Linked DNA regions of Capra hircus: region 1 is linked to region 2. Evidence: chromatin contacts called from public Hi-C data. All regions are on one chromosome and are shown on one strand. The core of a region is the stretch at or near the end of the contact, and the rest is flanking DNA. Distances in the headings are between cores, read along the strand shown. Region 1 overlaps CNGA3 (cyclic nucleotide-gated cation channel alpha-3). Region 2 has its middle 130 kb from the start of ACTR1B.

Evidence for each region. Hi-C and Micro-C count contacts between places; a contact is called where the count stands out from the background.
Region 1: a contact with region 2 is called in a Hi-C map of blood, with 7 times the contacts expected there. The contact joins two enhancer-like sites. A contact is called at or near these places in 3 of 5 Hi-C or Micro-C datasets (blood and liver).

Annotation. Positions count from the first base shown.
Region 1 is chr11:3,554,679-3,558,546 of ARS1.2, forward strand. CNGA3 (cyclic nucleotide-gated cation channel alpha-3) reads left to right here. Exons shown (of 9, transcript XM_005686265.3): 6 at 1,861-1,914; 7 at 3,190-3,297. Among named protein-coding and RNA genes, the nearest start is that of CNGA3, 31 kb to the left of the region's middle. Within about 2 kb of position 2,088, at least 1 of the 5 cell types and tissues checked has an H3K27ac peak or open chromatin away from gene starts, as enhancers often do.
Region 2 is chr11:3,027,322-3,031,545 of ARS1.2, forward strand. No RefSeq gene overlaps it. Among named protein-coding and RNA genes, the nearest start is that of ACTR1B, 130 kb to the left of the region's middle. Within about 2 kb of position 2,615, at least 2 of the 5 cell types and tissues checked have an H3K27ac peak or open chromatin away from gene starts, as enhancers often do.

The sequences.
Region 1 (3,868 bases), core at 838-3,337, 530 kb after region 2:
TTCTTTAATTGAAATAAGTTTACAATGTTGTGTTAATTTCTGGTATACAGCAGAGTGATTCAGTTTTATATATTTATATACTTTTTCAGACTCCTTTCCATTGTGGTTTATCACAGGATATTGAGTATAGGTTCCTGTTCTATGCAGTAGAAACTTGTTCTTTATCCATGCTATATATAATAGTTTGCATCTGCTAATCCCCAATGCTTAATCCATTTCTCCCTTGAAGTGAAAAAAAGAAGGGCTTCCCAGGTGGCTCAGACAGTAATAATGCCTACAATGCAAGAAATCCAGGTTCAGTCCCTGGATTGGGAAGATCCCCTGGAGAAGGGAATGGCAACCCATTTCAGCATTCTTGCCTGGAGAATTCCATGGGCAGAGGAGCCTGGTGGGCTGCAGTCTATGGGGTCACAAAGAGTTGACCTGATCTCAAACTCCTAATCCAAATTGGGACATCAAATCCAGAGACCCAAATGTCAGAAAAACAAAATGATTTAATCTGCAAAATGATAGCTGTTTTGAAATGTGCTTGATGTCAAGGCAAACCTGACATCAAACACCCTTGGAAGTCCTGCAGTTGAGTAGACTCAGGACCCCCGGCTGGGTGGAGGTCTTGTGGGTGGGTCTCCAGGCTCCTCCGACCTGGGGCTAGGATGTGGGCAAGGATGGGGGTGGATGCGGTCGGCTGCATCAGGCTCTGATAAATCTTTTCAGAGGGGCTCATACTATGGGTCCAAGGACCAAAGGACAAAACTGGGAACTGTTCCCAAATGGGGCCACCTGGGCACAAAGATACAGAAGTAATTGTTATGGACACCTTCCCCCACTCTTCCACCACATTTATGTCATTCTCGCTTAGTCCACGGGTTCTGAAAATTTCCTTCTCCTGATCAAATTGTTCTCAGTCAAAGCCACCATCGATTCGTAGCTCTGTGCAGGTCCCCTGAGTCAGTGCTGGGTGTATTCGGGGACACAGATGGATGGCACAGGGTCTTCCCTAGGCCTCAGCAGGTTGGTAGCCAGAGGAAAGGCCGAAGCTTGTAACCCAGGCCACAAATCCTGAACAAGGGTGGCAGAGCCTGGTGTAATTAAACTCCCAGCAGGGCTCAGTGTGCCCAATAAGCTTGTGGGCAGCGCCCTCTGCTGGTGTCTTGGCATTAAGACTTCAGCTGCTGAAAGACCAGTCTATTCAAGGGAACAGACTCACCAATTATAACTTTTTGTTTCTACTCAATCTATTAATATGCTCACTGTCAAAAACTTGGGACATAGAAAAGCACCCATGAGCACACAACCACAAAAGTATACTCTGTGTTAACAATTGAACCCCAGTATCAGAGAAACACATACTGGCAAATACGCCTCCAAGTTTTCTCTAGGTCTATGTATCGAGAATATAGATGGGTAGATAAATAGATGCATACATACATACACGCTAAGTCACTTCACTCGTGTCTGACTCTTTGTGACCCCATGGACTGGCTCCCCGATCCTCCAGGCAAGAATACTGGCATGGGTTGCCTTTTCCTTCTCCAGGGGATCTTCCCGAACCAGGGATCAAACCCACGTCTCTTATTTACCGCTAGCACCACATACATGCTATACATTTAATATATATACTGGTTAAGAGCATTTGTATCCCAACTCAGCTACCTAAGAGCTTTGTGACCTTGGGCAAGTTACCTGACCTCTCTGTGCATCAGCTTCCTGACATTATTATTATTGAAATCAGTAAGCTCGCTTCACCCCAGTGTGCTGGAAAGATGAGTTTCCTGCACCACGCCCTCTCCTCCAGTCACAGTGGCCTGCCCTCTCCCCGTGGTATACGAAAATTGCTAAGTATCACCCTGTGTCATCCAGTGACAAGGCGAAAAAGGAGGAGAAAGAGAAAAAGGAAGACCCCAAGAAAGAGGAGTAAGTACTAAGAGAAACTGCCCCCAAAGAGGGGAAGTTCTGGGGTCACAGCACGCCTGGTCCCTCCCCGGGGAGGAGAGAGGGGCTGACCCCGTGGGGCCTCGGGGTCAGCCCTGGAGAGGGGGCTGCTTAGGGCTATGGAAAAGGACTTGGTTTCAGGCAGGGATCAGGCCTGCTGAAATCATGTGAGGGTCTCATTCTGCGGGGAAAGTCGGGGACCTCAGAGTGGGGCTTGTAGGTAGGCAGGGTGGTCTGCAGCCCTGGGTGGGCAGCTGGGGACTTCCCTGGGAGCCTGCTCCAGTGCCCTCTCCTGGGGCTTTCTGTTTGCCCACCATGTCATCTTCACAGTTGGGATATGAGGAGCCCCTCTCCCGGGCACTAGAAAATACCATGTTCACAAACTAATTCAAACCCAGTGATGATGAGTCTTGGTGGTTGGGAATGTCCAAAGCCCCGTCAGTGAGAAACTGATCTTGCATTTGCTGAGTTGAGGTGCAGAAAGGCAACCCAGGATGTCCTCTGGGAGGAGCAGCTCTGCAGGCCTAGTGGGCATGGTAGGGAGCTGGCATGGGGGAGGAGACAGGTGGACCCAAAGAAAAGATCTCCAGTACCACCTATAAATTCTAACCCTCCGAAAATCCTGAAAAGGAAAGCAGAAAGCACCCTAAGCTATTTCTTCCACTCAGTCTTGGCTGACATAACTGCAGTGATTCCCAGGTTGGTGGTTTTCGGTGGGAGGCAGGACCCCAGTGCTCGGAAGTGAGGCTTTAGAACATCTGCACAAATGCAGTTAGTAAAGCGGACAGAGCACCTTCCTGAAGGGGAGCCCCGGGGTCCCAAGGTCAGTCCAGAGAGGAGCTGCCTCAGAACCGCCTGGGGCGAGGGTCAAATGCACATTTCCAGACCCCAGCCCGGGAGGGGTCTGGGTGCGCCTGGGAACTTGCATTTTCCCAAAGCTTCCCTGAGGTGGTTCCAACATACTGTGCTCCACTTTCCTCCCTGGCACCCTGCAGTGCCTGGATGACACCACAGGGCATGTGGGAATGTCATCACCATGGTTTTAGAGTTACCGTGGCTTCCTGGGGCTGTCAGAGAAGGCCCTCTACAGGGACACCCACATGACCCCCGCTGAGATTGATAGCACCCTATCTGGGAAGTCATCTCTTCCACTGCAGCCCACAGCTGCCCTGGGGTCTGTAAGCTAGACCAGGTCTCTAAACCCCTCCAGAGCTGCAGACTTCCAACACACTGCACTGTTTGTGTGGGCATTCCCAGGAAGAAGAAGGACAGCGTGGTGGTGGACCCTTCCAGCAACATGTACTACCACTGGCTGACCGTCATCGCCGTGCCTGTCTTCTACAACTGGTGTCTGCTCGTGTGCAGGTAGCGGAGAGGGGCAGCTAGGGACAGAGCTCTGAGTGCCCGGGGGCTCCCCTCCGGCTAGATGTGCCTCAATCTCTCCGTCCACAGTCGTTCAGTAGTATCTGACTCTTTGTGACCCCATGGACTGTAGCCCACCAGGCTCCTCTGTCCATGGGATTCTCCCCGCAAGAATACTGGAGTGGGCTGCCATGCCCCCCTCCAGGGCTCTGTCCATAAGGAAGGGCTCAAAGCAGCACTGGTGGGGACCTGTGTTTGAGATCAAAGCAAAGGGCCTGGCACCCTGGAGCCTTCCTAACTGAGTCACAGGAGGAAGACGCAAGAGCGCGTTTTTGCTCTCCTGAGGGGAAGTGGGAGGGGTGGGTCACTCCTGAGCTGACCTGCAGGACGGTGGTGTAGGTAGCAGGTGGTGTTCTCCGCTGGTTGTGGGCTTTCTTGTTGGTTTTCTATTAATTCTTATTGGCGTATAGTACATTTACAATGTTGCGTTAATTCCAGGGGTTCAGCAAAGTGAGTCTGTCGCATACGTACATACATCTACTGATTTTTAGTTTGCTTCCCTGTGTAAGTCATG
Region 2 (4,224 bases), core at 1,365-3,864:
GCAGTTTTCGGTGTATATGCGGAAGGACAGAACAGATATCCTCGTGCGTGATCCCTTGGAGACCCACATTTCTGTATACGGGCGAAGGACAGGAGGAAGGATGCTGGTAATTTACGAGCATCATCTAGTGCAGATCAGACCTCTGCGTCCGTGGTAGTCCCCACTTGTAACTGATCCCTGGCCCTGTTTTCTTTTGGGGGACCCTTGTTTGAGCTGAGTTTGAATTCTCAGGTTTTCTCTGGGCTGTAAATCTGTTCCTTTGTTTCTCTGTCTCTCTTTTGCCCAGAAAGGACGTCATATGCTGTTATCTTCCTGTGTCTGGCAGAGCTCCCTTAGTGCTGACCCTTCAAGGTCCATCCCTGTGGCACCAGCGGCATCATTTCCTAACCTCGGTGCTGGTCTCTAATGACTGGGTAACAATCCGCCATATAGATGTAGGGCATCTTGTTTAAGCTTTGATCTGCTTGTGAAGATTTGCTGTTTCTGTCTTGACTTTTGTAATAAGAGCTGCAGAGCGTATTGTGGCCCGACTCTTGGCAACCCCAAAGACTAGCACGCCAGGCCTCCCTGTCTTTCACTGTATCCTGGAGTTTGCTCAGACTCATGTCCACTGCGTCAGTGATGCCATCCAACCATCTCTTCCTCTGTCGTCTCCTTTTCCTCCTGTCCTCAGTCTTGCAGCATGCAGGATCTTAGTTCCCGACCAGAGATTGAACCCGTGGCCCTGCAATGGAAGCATGGAGTCTTAACTATTGGGCTGCCAGTGAAGTCCCTGAGGTGGCATGTTATTAATTCATAGGGAGCTAGCTTGGGCCCTGGAGGTGATCAATTTTATAAACTATGTTACTGGTGATCTTTAAACTTTTTTCTTAATTAAAAAAATGATTTTATTTGTTTTTGGCTGCGCTGGGTCCTTGTTGCTTTCTGTGGGCTTTCTCTAGTTGTGGAGAGCGGGGGCTACTCTTTCTTCGCCGTGCTGGGGCTTCTCACTGTGGTGCCTTCTCTTGTTGCGGAGCACAGGCTTAGCTGCTCTGTGGCATGCGGGATCTTCCCGGACCAGGGATCGAACCTGTGTCCTGTGCATCGGCGGGCAGATTCTTATCCCCTGCATCACCAGCAAAGTCTTAGTGTGATCTTTTTACATTAAAATGTTGTTAAGGTTTCTGAGCAGCTTGGTATTTATTAGTTTAAAATATCATTAGTTCTGTTTGTTAGAGGACTGTCGACGTGAAGAGAGTGAAGTTTCTGGATTAAAGGCAAAACAGTGTTTCTAGTAACAGTACTAGAAAAAAGATACTCTGTTATCAGAGAGGTAACCAGGAATTTTCCAGGCTGGGAAACAATTAAGCACTGTCTCGGGTTTCTTTGGCCTTAGTTAGGTCTATGGTGCCCTCACAAGGAAAATTTCAATCTACAGTTGAAAATAAACACCAGTCAGAATGCATTTGTAGTCGCTGGCAGGAGGCACGTGTTTGACATCCCCTTGGAGGTGTGTAAAGTACCTTCAAGCTTCTGGTTTTGCCCCTGGTTTCCTTTACATTTTGTCAGGATTGTTTGTTTTGGGGGAGGATATAGTTTGGAGACATCCTTGGTAATACCTCTAACATTATCCTGTGAGTGATGGATGAATATTGTTAATCTATCTCTGCTCTTATGGATTATATCATGAAAAATTTTATTCAACTCCATTGTAAATATTTTGGGTGCGTAAGTCAGCTCTCCTAAGATATAATGTGCATCGTGACTTCTCCCATCTTTTTTTCTAATCTCTTCTGCTCTGACAGTTAGCACACAGCATCTCTGAATTTCTCCAGCTTTCCTCGCCAGCGAGATGACTGGCGTGTTTCCCTTTAGCGTGGTGGCCAGCCCAAGCCTTATCAGCTCTTTGTGACTTTCACTGTTGTTTGTCACAGTCGTGTCTGACTCTCGGGGCCCCGTGGACTAGCCCACCGGCTTCCTCTGTCCGTGGGATTCCCCAGGCAAGAGCACTGGAGTGGGTTGCCGTTTCCTCCTCCAGGGGATCTTCCCGGGCCAGGGATGGAACCTGCGTCTCCGCACTGCAGGTGGGTTCTTTATACCACTGGGCCACCTAGAAAGCCCTCTTTCACTGTCGCTATAGGCATTTTCTTAAAAGGCAGAAAAGCCTCTAAAATGTTTTTGTCATTCAACTCTTGACTTAAAAGAAAATGCACGATGTGAGAGTTGTGAGCTCAGTTTCATCTGGGGCAAAATGAGGACTTTAGCCTAGGAGACAGCATCTGAGACGGCTCTGAGACACTGCTCCAAAGCGGCAGGGGCGGCAGGTCAGTATTTATGTGAGTCTGGTGAAGGGGGAGGACATGTAGTCAAGCACATACTTTGCTAAAGTTTCTACGGGTCTCGTGAGGCTTTGCTGGTCACGAGGAGTAATTGTCACCATGAGGGACTTTAGTGCTTTTCTATATATGGGGAGATACAAGAATTGGGCTCATAAAATCAGCTCCTGAAAAAATCTATCTGAAGACCTATCCTGCCAGTTTTTCCCCTTAGCACGGAGGCCTCATTTCTGCTCTGCACCCTGAATTCCTGCAGGGGATGTTGAAGGTCAGCAGCAGCTGCAGCATATCATTTAATCTTTGTAGAGGCAGACAGGCAGATGGCAAGCACCCAGGCAAGCACCAATTTGTAGCTGACACAAGTTTAATAGGCTTCGCCAAACTTAGAAGCTTCTCTGTGGGTTACCTGATGCAGCAGTGGTCGGGACTAAGCGCTTGCAGGGGTCCTGGTTTGGTTCCTTGTTCAGGGAACTAAGATCCTGCAAGCCATGTGGTACAGGCAAAAAGAAAAACAGCCTCCTTGTTTCTAAACCATTCAAATTTGGTGGATTGACACCCTCTCATCCTCACCTCCGTTTATTTAAACGACTCGTATAAATATTTGCTTTTAGGTTTTTTTTTGCCAACTTATCCAAGTACAGGCAAATATTTCAGTCATTAGAGTATGATTTAATTTCTTGGATAGGTCTATATTTTAAGAGTGAATTTAAGTCTGTGATAGCCTTTTCTTTTAGGAACAAATAAAATTAAGTCAGGGCTGTTCAAAGGACTCTAACAAAATTATATATTGTTTGGTTGCCAAGACGTGGCCAACTCTCTTGAGACCTCATGGACAGTAGCTTGCCAGTTTCCTCTGTCCGTGAGGTTCTCCCGGCAAGAATACTGGAGTGGGTTGCCATTTCCTCCAGGAGATTTTCCCAACCCAGGGATTGAACCTGCATCTCCTGCACTGGTAGGTGGAGTCTTTACCACTGAGCCACCTGGGAAGCCCAACAAAATTATTAAGTGTATGCAAAGAAAGTACTCAGAGTTAACAATTTTGCCTCTTCATTTGGTATGCTTACCCACTCATCTCACATTAAAGAAAAACCCAAATGCTAATTTACTCCTTTGGTACATTATTTACATAAAACAAATGTGAAGAGGATTAATATGCACTTATTTGTATGCATTTCAGTGTATATAGATATATAAATACTATTGGTAAGGAATGTGCCTGCCTGAGGGTGGGATGATTTGAGAAAATAGTATTGAAACAGATACCTTCCCGCTTCCCTGGTAGCTCAGCTGGTAAAGAATCCGCCTGCAATGCAGGAGTCCTGGGTCTGATTCTTGGGTCGGGAAGATCCCCTGAAGGAGAGAACAGCTACCCACTCCAGTATTCTGGCCTGGACAATTCCACGGACAGAGAAGCCTGGCGGGCTACAGTCCACACGGTCGAAGAGAGTGGGACGTGACTGAGTGACTCTCCCTTTCATATACACGACCATTTGTCAGGTAGATGACCAGCGTGCGTTCGATGCATGGAGCAGGGTGCCCAAAGCCAGTGCTCTGGGACAACTTGGGATGGGGAGGGACGCGGAAGGGAGGTTCAGGAAGTGGGGAACACGTTTGCATAGGACGGATTCCTGTTAGTGCATGGCAGGGGCCATCACAATGTTGTGAAGTAATTATCCTCCAAATAAACAATCAAGAAAAAACACAGACTGCCTGCTAGTGCAGGAGCTGTGAGGGACTCGGGTTCAGTTCCTGGGTGGGGCATATCCCCTGGAGAGGAAACGGCAACCCACGCCTGTATGCTTGCCTGGGAAAGCCCACAGACAGAGGAGCCTGGCGGGCTACACTCCACAGGGTCACAAAGAGTCGGACACGACTGGGCATCTGAGCACAAACAGCATAAAGGAGATGA